Regions from separate parts of the Pan troglodytes genome. Here region 1 is linked to region 2. A link is a contact called in public HiChIP or PLAC-seq data. All regions are on one chromosome and are shown on one strand. The core of a region is the stretch at or near the end of the contact, and the rest is flanking DNA. Distances in the headings are between cores, read along the strand shown. Region 1 holds the start of MAP9 (microtubule associated protein 9). Region 2 holds the start of PLRG1 (pleiotropic regulator 1).

Evidence for each region. HiChIP or PLAC-seq counts read pairs in DNA pulled down with a chosen protein or histone mark.
Region 1: an H3K4me3 HiChIP or PLAC-seq map of stem cell-derived excitatory neurons shows a contact between it and region 2, with 7 times the contacts expected there. The contact joins the promoter of MAP9 here to the promoter of PLRG1 in region 2. A contact is called at or near these places in 1 of 7 Hi-C or Micro-C datasets (stem cell-derived neural progenitor cells) and 1 of 1 datasets of contacts at active chromatin or transcription factors (stem cell-derived excitatory neurons).

The regions. Positions count from the first base shown.
Region 1 is chr3:157,186,412-157,192,107 of NHGRI_mPanTro3-v2.0_pri, reverse strand. MAP9 (microtubule associated protein 9) reads left to right here and starts at 4,193. Exons shown (of 14, transcript XM_517499.5): 1 at 4,193-4,414; 2 at 5,266-5,404. The coding sequence starts at 5,330.
Region 2 is chr3:156,355,163-156,360,616 of NHGRI_mPanTro3-v2.0_pri, reverse strand. It overlaps PLRG1 (pleiotropic regulator 1), which reads left to right and starts at 3,168. Exons shown (of 15, transcript NM_001246648.1): 1 at 3,168-3,289; 2 at 4,652-4,758. The coding sequence starts at 3,281.

The sequences.
Region 1 (5,696 bases), core at 2,944-5,443, 830 kb before region 2:
ATGTGTAGCCGGCAGTTGAAGAACCTCCTATCTGTTGATATAAGAATGTGATTGGAGCTAGAAGAGCCTCTTAGAGAATAATCAGCAGCATTGAACCAAAAGAAACAAACAAGGGAGGAGGAGAAAAGCTAAAACCGGTTCGGGAATATTGGCAAATGGTGAGATTGTTGTACAGTAGTCCCCCTTTATCCACAGTGTGAGTTACCTATGGTACGGCACAATAAGATATTTTGAGAGAAAAAGAGCTATATTCATATAACTTTTATTACAGTATGTTATAATTATTCTGTTATTTATCTTTTACTGAGCCTAGTTTATAAATTCAACTTTACCATAGGTATGTATGCATAAGACAAAACATAGTATATATGGGATTTGGTATTATCCATGGTTTCAGCACATGCACTGGGGGGGTCTCCAAATGGATCCCTCTTGGATAAGGAGGAACTATTGTACTTTCAGGAAAAATGATGAGTGTTTTTTAAAAAAATATGTTGAGTTTATTTGTCCCATTCCTCTTTTTATTGAAAGACTCAGCTTTTATATCCAATGTTGTAGTTTTTAATCTTTGGGTTTTATACAACAGAAGTTATTTTAGGGAGGGGGTAGTTGTTACCTGAATATGTACTAATTTCTGCCTTTTATTTTTATAGTTTTAGAAAATGTCTCCAAGGAAAGGGAGGCTTATTTCTTCTGAGTGGCTGGCTTAAGTCACAGGCTTGTATCTGTCAGTAATTTGGCCATAGTCATTGGCATTTTAGATCACTGCCTAGTGCACACATGATTATCTATGTAGTATATAATCATAAAATGATTATATGTTGTGTATATATATATGATTATATATGTAGTATATAATCATAAAATGATTATAACATTTTATGATTATATACATATATATGTATACATATATACATTACATATGTAGTATATATATAATCAGTGTACATGTATACTATATACATATGTACAGTATACATATATACTATGTACATATGTACAGTATACATATATACTATGTATACATCATATATGTATAATCAGTATACATATATACTACATTATATATGTAGTATATAAAAACATTTTATACCTTAGTAGATTTTTGCCTTTTGCTCACATTGATTAGGCTACAGAATATTTTAGAGCAGAGGCGAAGAACTTTTTCTCCTGGAAGCTGCCAAGGGTGGTGTTCAATTTTGAACACGGCACAACCAGAAGACAAATTGAATTTTTGTTTTTCTTCTGTTAACTAAAACTCTTTATTGACTACCAGAAATGATTATTCATTGCAATTTAACAAGTATTTGTGTTCCTCTTGTGTGCCACAGAATTTGCCTAGGTACTGTGAGTGCAAAGATGAAACAGATAAGATTACTATTCTTGTGGAGGCTCAGTCTAGTCATTGTTTTTTAAACAGAATAGAACATATCAGAGTGGGACACCGTAAGGGAAAGAATGATTTGATGAAGTTATTTCACATACTGTGTGTGTATATACATATACAAAATGTTTCTTATTGTAGGTCTTGTTCAAAAAAGTTTGATAGCCATTACTCTAGTGCGGTGGTTTTCAATTGAGGTGATTTTGTCCTTCAGAGGATATTTGACAATGTCTAGAGATATTTTTGATTGTCACAGCTTGGAGGGTGCTACTGGCATCTAGTGGGGTGGAGAGTGGGATGCTGCTGACCATTCTACTATGCACAGGACAGCCCCCACAGCAAAGAATGATTCTGCTCAAACTGTCAATTTTGAGAAACTGCTGCTGTTAAGAAACTGATTCTAGTGGAAGAGACAGGCACGTAAACACATGAAAGAGAATAGGGACGGGAATTAGAGGGAAGGTGGAAGGTGAGCTTGGTAAGGAGAAGGAAAGTGGGGGAACCACAGTTACTGACTCACCAGCTCTACTGGGCACTGTCCTGAGTGGGGAAATAATTTTATCATATGTATTTGTGCAAAGTATTATATGAAATCTTTAAAATGGCACTGGAAGGGGTTGGTATTATCCCAACCTATGAATGCACAAACTGGGGTTAGGAGTGTCTAAGTAACATACCTGAGGTCACACAGAAAGTTGCGAGCTGGGGCCGGGCATGGTGGCTCATGGCTGTAATCCCAGCACTTGGGGAGATGGAGGCAGGAGGATCGCTTGAGCCCAGTAGTGGGCAAAAAAAGTGAGATCCTGGATCTAAAAATAAAATAAAATTGTAAGCTGGGATTGATGCACTATTACTCTGAAATACGTTGGGTCAAAGAATTTGGATGATCAATGGACAAGTTTTGTGTCCCAGAGGAATGATGAAGCGAGAAAGTTGAAAGTGCTGAAGAAAGAACTCCATAAGCTACATTGTGGGACTTGGGCTAGCTAGGAAAGGGAAGCAGGAAGCAAAGAGAGCAACTGATAAATTGGGGGAAGATGTGAAAAGCTCAAAAGTCTGGACATCTTAGATGAGATACATGCATTAAAAAAAAAGAAAGAAAGAAAAAGTAAAAAAAAAAAAAAGAGTCTAGATGTCTTGATGAGTTCCTAAATAGAAATAACAAGAGAAGAATAACTAAAAAAGGAAGCCATGGGCCTTTTGGAGTGGAGTATTACAGTTTAAGACTTCCAATACGGAGCCCCACAATTAGGGGTATGGACAAGTGAAAGTCTTGGAGTATAGAGCAAAGAATTCTGTTGAATGGAACATGGCCACACCATACCTTGGTGTGATCTCAGGTATTGGATAGGTTGGCTGTAGATATTCAGTGAATGTGGGAGAAGGGCCTAGATATCTATTGATGACAGAAACTGAGAAATAGAACATAGAATATTGGCTTGTGAGGAGGAAGGGTTTGGAGTAATAGGAGAGCAGTCACTGAGTATGTGAGGACCTAGGAGAACTTAGAAATCTTCCTTCTACAGCAGTCCCTATTTGAAAAGCCCTCAGGGAGATAGTTTATTCAGAAAATAGTTTTGCTTAGCTAAGATAAGGATGTGATTATAGAGGAAAAAGTGAGAGAATGTTTTACAGTGGAAAGGAGGTTCCAGGAGCATGAGGTGAACCTGGAAGGGTTCAACAGTAGTGCCATGAGTTAATAGAAAATAGGGAGCATTTTCTATTCTGGGTATGTGTGTGTAGAGGTGGTGTACATTTTCAGCTTCATAAATGGATACAGATGAGTGGACATATATATATTATATATATACTATTAGTTCTGTCCGTCTAGAGAACCCTGATTAATACAGCATTGTATTTTACTAAATTTCTTATTTCTTGTTATGCACATTTAGTTTTTCAATACATTGATTTATTAAATTTCTATCTCAATGTGATTTGTTTATACAAAATTGAATTAGTGAAATATTAACATATTTTAGAGATGTGGAAAAAATACCAGGTATGAGTTTAATTACTAGTCAATGAATTCATTCAGATAATTCAACTAGGATTAAGCTTTTTAAAAATTAAAAATAGTAAAAATTCATATTATTTTAAAGACTTTCAATAAACGTTTTTGGTTTTTATTTGCTTTAAGAATTTCCTATGCTAATTAAATGATGTTGATTTTGTTTAGTAGCACATGCTCTTTTAGCCTAGTGGATCATTTTGTTTGGTTTGATTCGAATAAGATTACTCACTAAGTATACAAAGAGGGGGAGTTTTACATTCAAGTAAGATGTCCAATGGGCTTTCAGCTGTGTCCACAAGAGCTGAGTTCTCTCCAGGCCCTTTGCGGCTTAGTTGCATGAGGAGCACATCTAATATCGAATACAATTCCAGGCACTCTTCCAAGTGTTCCACTTGTATTATTTCATTCAATTTTACAGCAACTTTTCAGGTGTCTATTATTAGTACACTTTTGTTTTCCCCCAGAAGAAGAAACTGAGTCATAAAGACCTTAACTTGGGACAATCACGTGTGTAGGAAAGGGGCAGCAGGATTCAAACGTGCAGTCGGAAACAGGGTTCTGCAAACGTCACTACCGTACTATTATTCTGTCCCATCCACTGACACCGTACTTCGATTCAGAGAACATCACGTCCTAACTGTGGCAAAACGACGAATGTGCTTTATTTGCAACACGTGCAGATAAGGACCCTTACTCTATTGGCAAGAGTAAGGCTATCTGGGTGGGAGTTGGGCGGGTCCTGTCTCCTAGGCAACAGCACATGCACACAAGCGACCAATAATGAGCCCCTCTCCAAAGACCCAGGAAAGTGATGTCACTTCCTTCGTCTGGGTGGTTGCCCCAGCGACACGTTGGGCCGAAGAGCGGTGTTGGGTACCCGAGAGACCCGGCGGTGGGGAAGTCACTTCCTCCCGAAGACGCTGTTTCCTAGCAACCGCCCTCCGCCTCTGTTATTAGCCCCTCCTCCTCGCTCGGTCCAGGACTGGCTCTGCGGGCGCCGCCAGGCCCAGACCAAGGTGAGCAGCTCCTACCCGACGCTTGGCTCTTGATTCTCAGGGTCGCGGAGAACTGGCCGCGGGCGTCCGGGGCTGGGAACAGAAAGCGGGACCTGGGGGCCATGGGGGATCCGGACAGAGACCGCGCTTGGGCGTGCACGGGCCTGGCGTTCGCTGGTGCTCAGCATACGGCGCGGTGAGGAGCGGCGAGCACCCGGACGTCACCTGGCCTGGTAGGGAACGGAACCCGGGGCGCACAACGCTATGGGCGGCCCTGCCAGGCCTCTGCTCCGAGCACGGGAAACCGCGATTTTAATGCGGCTCATCGCGAAAGCTTCGTCGTTTTGTCTGGCTCTGTTTAACACTTTTGTGAGAGGAAAAATTGGCTTGCAATACATATCGCTGGCTGTTTGCGGGTTAGCATTACGATCTTTTTCTTTGAATAGCGCTATATGCAAATATATAGATACATTTTTTTTTTTGGTGGTGGTGCTCATAATTTTTACGCCGACGATCCTTTTGATGGCCTTTTAAATAAGACATGACTTATTTTGAAGGCAATGTTATACTTTAGAAGAGAGGTGAAAAATAAGGTGTTCTATTTTAATTGGCAGCATTTTGTCGTATTAACTGGTAATCATTTATTTGCAGACTTTTTAAGTAGTTGCAAAACTATTTTAGGATAACTTCCATTTGAATTTTTTAAAACAAGCTTGTTGTGAGAATTTGCTATTTCTTTACAAGAACCTTTTTAAGTGAAGATGTAGCCCAATGTTCATATCAGATGCTTTTCTTTGACCTTTGTGGGGACAGTAGAATCAAATGTAATAAATTCTGAAGCATGCAAAGTCTGATTTTTTTGTATATTTCAGCTACCATCAGAAGTTGAATTCTAATAATTAGCTATTTTATAAAGGTAACGAGAAAAAATACACCATGTCTGATGAAGTTTTTAGCACCACTTTGGCATATACAAAGAGTCCAAAAGTTACCAAAAGAACTACTTTCCAGGTAAAGTATTTTTATTTGGAATCATTTCACAGTGTAAACACTGTATTAGATGGGTTGAAATTGGTGATTCTAGGAACAGTCCTATATAAAGCTGGGGTAAATCTTATATTTCTTTTGAGGTTTTGCACATGATCATGTTTGGGCTCATCCAGTATTACAAACTCCCCTATATGGTTTTAAGACTACCAAAGTAGCCTCAATACTAGTTTCCTACTAAGTTAAAAGTTGAATCGCAACCTTAAATTGCCATTTTTATATAAAAACTTTTTTTCTGTTGTAACATAATGTTTAC
Region 2 (5,454 bases), core at 1,919-4,418:
CCTAACCCCCAGTATCTAAGAATGTGACCTTATTTGGAAATAGGGTATTTTTAGATGGAATTAGTTAAGATGAAGCCATACTGGAGTAGGGTGGGCCTTTAATTCAATATGATTGATGTTCTTTAAGAAGGAGAAATTTGGCATAGGCATATGCACAGTGAGAACGAAATGTGAAGATGAAGGCAGACATGACAGTGATGCAGCAGAAGCCAAGAAATGGCAAAGGCTGCCAGAGAACTACTGGAAGTTAGGGGAGAGGCATAGAACACATTCTCTCTCACAGCCCTTAGAAGGAACCAACTTTGCCAACGCCTTTATTTCAAGCCTCTTGCCTCCAGAACTGTGAGACAATAAATATTTGTTGTCTAAGCCATCCAGTTTGTGGTACTTTGTTACATCAGCCCTAGCAAACTAATACGCATGAGATGGGGCTTCATGTAGTAGAGGATGGTGAAATTGTGATAAGTAAGACCCGAGGACTCTCTCTCTCTCTCACACACACACACATACACCTTGCTAAGATATTTATAACTGACAGTTTATAACTGATAGTACAATCTAATTATTCCCAAAGTCTTTCCAGGCATTAACAGGAAGAACAGCCCCTTCACTGTTCCTTATAGTCCCAAAAGCTTGTTTCAACTATGCTACAAGAAAGTATCTGCTAACACTACCTTAGTATTTAGGCAAATTCATAGCATTGTGCTAAACAATTAAAGACCAAAGTTTTGGAAGAAATGTCCAAGTATCATTTTTCACAGGTTTTGACCTCAGAAATTCAAATAAACAGTGATAACTCCCATGATTACTTCCTTTTGAATTAACGAACGATTTCAAATATGAAATTTAAGGGATGGACATACTGAGCCACACAACTCTAAAGAACATTGCATATAGTGTTTTTTAAAGCTTGTATATTTAACCCTCTAAGTTGAAACAGGAAAATAAATAGTAATATTTATTATTTTATAAGCATCAGAAAACACTTCCTATAAAAATATCATAAAAAGCTGATGAAAATGGCACTCAAATCTATACTCATATGACCTATCACTGTTCAAGAGCAAAGGACAATATTTGAAGGAGAATAAAAAGAGTTTCTGTATTAGTGAGTTTAAAAAATCTTGCCTAAAGAAGGAGGGCTTTCCTTAAAACTTGTATTCTTGGTTTTACACAGACGTAATACTAATAATTTATATCAATAAGTTACTTGCCGTGTCTGCTTTAAGGACAGCCCTGAGGGCCCGTACGAAGAGCAGTGGTGACACCTGCTGTTCAAATAAGGCAGCTTGGGGTGTCAGCCAGGCCATGTGTGTATCCCGGAGCCCTTCAGGAATCCAATTAAACTTGTGGATCCTTTCTCCAGAAAATAAAACATACTCCCATATAAATACAAAATTTTCCTACAATATACATAATTCATGAATCCCTGAACTAAATAATAGGGTCACTTGAGTTCTATATTTATCTAAAATATTGTAAACTTTCAAGGGGATGACATAATTCTATAAATTCATGACAGTGTTTTAAAAGGAGCAAATTCGAGGCAATTTACCTCAATCATTACCATGTTGTTATTGAGAAATTAAATTAATGTCTCCAGGATGATTAAATATGTAAAAAGTTAATAGGTCCAACTAGACAATTAATATATTGCCATATATATTAGTCTTGCTTAGGTTTCTATGGTTTTATTGTCATTTCAAATCATGTTATTTTCTATAGTTAATATTAATAGGTGAGTATATTATTTAGTTCATCAAGTATATATTTTACAATTATGGTATTTTCTTGCAAGGAAATACCATCACCTGCCACCTTTACAGAAAAGCAATTCTTAGGCCAAACTCACAGTTAAATTCAGAGATGCTGTATCTTCAAGTAAAAACATGACCTTAAGGCAGGGCTCAGTGGCTCATGCCTGTAATCCTAGCACTTTGGTAGGCCGAGGCGGGTGGATCACCTGAGGTCAGGAGTTCAAGACCAGCCTGGCCAACATGGTGAAACCCTGTCTCTACTAAAAATACAAAAATTAGCCGGGCATGGTGGCGGGCGCCTGTAATCCCAGCTACTCCAGAGGCTGAGGCAGGAGAATAGCTTGAACCTGGGATGCTGAGGTTGCAGCGCCAACCAAGGTTGCAGCGTGAGCCAAGATCGCGCCATGGCACTCCAGCCTGGGCGACAAGAGCGAAACTCTGTCTCAAACAAAAACCCATGACCTTAATGTTTTTAATGAATTTCCAAGTAAGGTTGATTTATATTGCTATTCTTTTGCTAGATTTTTTCCCCCCTCTCAAAGTGTAAGCAGTATGCTCTCAGGACAGGATTAGTGAAACTGAAACAGGGCCAGTAAAATGTTTGTCTGTTTAAGTTTGTAAATGCCTAAGTCGATCCATTTTTTTTTTTTACATAGAAAAATAATTGGGTAGGGTTGATCACAAACCACAGATTTTACCAGGGTAGAAAGCAAAAATACCAATACTTGGCACAAGGATATGTATAAATAAAAATGGCTAAAGTCTCCAATTGTGTCTTTCTTCTACCAGCTTTGAAAAGCTGTACCCTGGCATTGTTGAAGCCACAATAATCAGCAGGCAACTAGGAAATGGCCAAGAGCTATGCAGTTTTAAGAAATAAATAAAAACAATCTATTAGCAGAAAATAAATATCGGGTTTTGTTATATCTACATGTCAAAATTTTCCAAATTAAAACAGCTATTCCTCAACGTTCACTTAACAAGTGTTTACTGGACTGTTTAAGCGAAATTGTTTTCAGGTGTTAAGCCTACAAGTGTCCAAGTGCTTCTCGCCAGGATTAGAACCAGGAGACACAAAGCACGCAGGCGACCTCCAAAGAGATCAAGGTAGTGGAAATGCCTTAGATAGAGCCCACGGGAGTTTGCTCTCCAGACGCTTAGGTTCTCTGAATAAAAAGCGTTAAGCTTCCGGGGAATACAGCACGAACAACCAGGACCCCAACTAAGGCAGAAAACATAATTCTAAGATTTCTTCAGAGGAACGAGTGAAACCCTCCACCCAGGCCCTTCCAGGAGTCTCGAGGCTTTCAGCCTCGAGACTCCACCCTAGAGGCGGTCCCGAGGAGGGAGACCCGCCTCCTGATCCTAGATGGCCGAGGGAGACTAGCGCGCGTGCGCAGAGCTTGCATCACATCCGCCGCCTGGGCGCCCAAGTCCGGAAGGTGCTGCACAGCTGTGGCGGCGGGTACTGCGTTAGTGATTAGAGTTTCTTCCCTGCCGGAGGTGGGATACACGGTAGCATCATGGTCGAGGTAAAGTGACACTGGGGCTCTCAAGAGTCGTTTGTCTCTGGACTGTTTTTTTGGCAGTGCGCGTGGGGGATTGAGAGTACTTGGAGTCCAGAGAGAAAAGAGGCTACGAGGGGAGCTATTTGGCCAAGGCCGGGTGGTCTCTTCTTCGGGTTTTCGGGGAAGGGGTAGAAGCCGGATGAGAACCCGAGTCGGAGGTTCAGCCTGGGCGCGAAGCCTGAGATAATTCGTCCAGTCCTCGTTTGACTCTTGGGAGCTGGAAACTGTCCTCGGAGGCGGGGCCTCTGTTGGTGTTCGATCACTGGTACTTGCCGCCCTCGGGGCAGTGTCAGTGATTCTGTGCCCTAAAAGATTGGTAGTCTTCTCTATCTTGCGTTCAGGTCGTCTCTTATTTCACCTCTACCCCCAGAAAAACTTGCCATTCTTTACATCTTTCCCTGGCATGAACAGCCAACGCTGTTAGCTGGTCTTGTCCATCTTACCCCACATGTTTATTGATTCCATTCACTCTTCTCCACATCCCCTGCAGTCCACCTTAATTGAGACCAACATCATCTTTCACCTGGACTGGTGCATTAGCTCCCCGTTGGTTGGTTTCCTTGCTTCCATTTTGTTCTATAAGTTGTTCTGTTTAAAACGTAAGTTGTTCATACCTTTCTTGTTTAAAACCCTTTACTGACCCTATGTTGCTAGAACAAAATATAGGCTGTTGTAATAGTCTAAAAGACCTTACCTAATCTGGACCTTGTCTACCCTTGCAGCTACAAAGCACCATCTCATCCTCCATACACAGCTGTACTGCGCTCCTTGTATTATTTCAGTTAACTGAACTTTTTTTTACATGACATTTCCATCAGCCTGGTTCGTTCTTACCTCTGTTTTGTGCAAGGCTAACTCCCTTTCTGCTTAAATATCACCTTAGTGAAATCTTTCACAATTATACTTAGTCCTTCGTTCCCTGACTCAGCGCCTTGCTTGTTGCCTTCATAGCACTTATCAAAATGTGAAATTATTTTACTTTTTATTTGTCTGTTTCCTCTTGAGCACAGGGACCATGACTACCTTTTTATCATTCTATTGTGAGATTCTAGCACAATACCTGCTAGACACACAGTAGGAGCTCAGTAAATATTATTGAGTAAGTTAAACTCCGGCATCACTCAGTTGCTAAACCTGAGGTTCTAGCCAAAGAGGAGCTTCCTCCTCTTCTCTGAACTTGACTCCTGTAGCTTGCAACAAGTAGCTATGGTGAGTGGTATAAAGCTTTTTACATATTTAAACACGTGAAGTGTATAATCAATCTGACTTTAGGTTATGATTTGTGTAATTTGTAGATAGGTGTGTAATTACATTCTTTTGTTTTAGGAGGTACAGAAACATTCTGTACACACCCTTGTGTTCAGGTCATTGAAGAGGACCCATGACATGTTTGTAGCTGATAATGGAAAACCTGTGCCTTTAGATGAAGAGAGGTTGGTGTAGTTTTTTTTTTTCAATTGCTAAAATACTTAACATTCTAATACTGGGGGAAGAGAGCAGGGAGAGGGAGTCCTTTAAAGATAAGCTAGTCATGGGCTAATTATTCAATAATGAGTGGTGTTTTGGCATAATTTAAGCTGATTTAACTTTTTTTTTGGCCTTTTACAGTAAAAGTTTCATTAATTAATTGCATTTTACAAATACCCAGTAATTAAGAGAGTCCCTTTTAGGTATTTTATTTTATAATCAATCACTTTGTATGTGCTTTCAGCTTCCCGCTGCTCTCAGAGCCTTGCTGAGCTGAAATTGTACCTGGCCAGTACCTCTACTCCCATCTTTTCTCGTTAGTATGATGAAGATTTTTGAGTGGTGGCATATTTTTGGTTCTACATATCCAGCTTCAGTCTGGGATTGCATTATGTGCAGTGTTCCTTCTTTGTCCTTTACCTTTTTAAAATCTACTTAACTCCTCAAACAAGCATTTATATTTAATTTATAAAGTAGACTATTTTTAAAAGTAATATAAGTGCATTTCTTTTTAAGATATTGAACCAATTAAGTACTTTGATTAGTTCTAACTAACCTGTTTGGATACATCTAGTAAAGGTTGCTATAGAGTTTTTACTATATTTATATTTTGAAGGAAAGTATATTGACTTTGAGGTTTCTTAAAGGGTATGTTAGTTTCT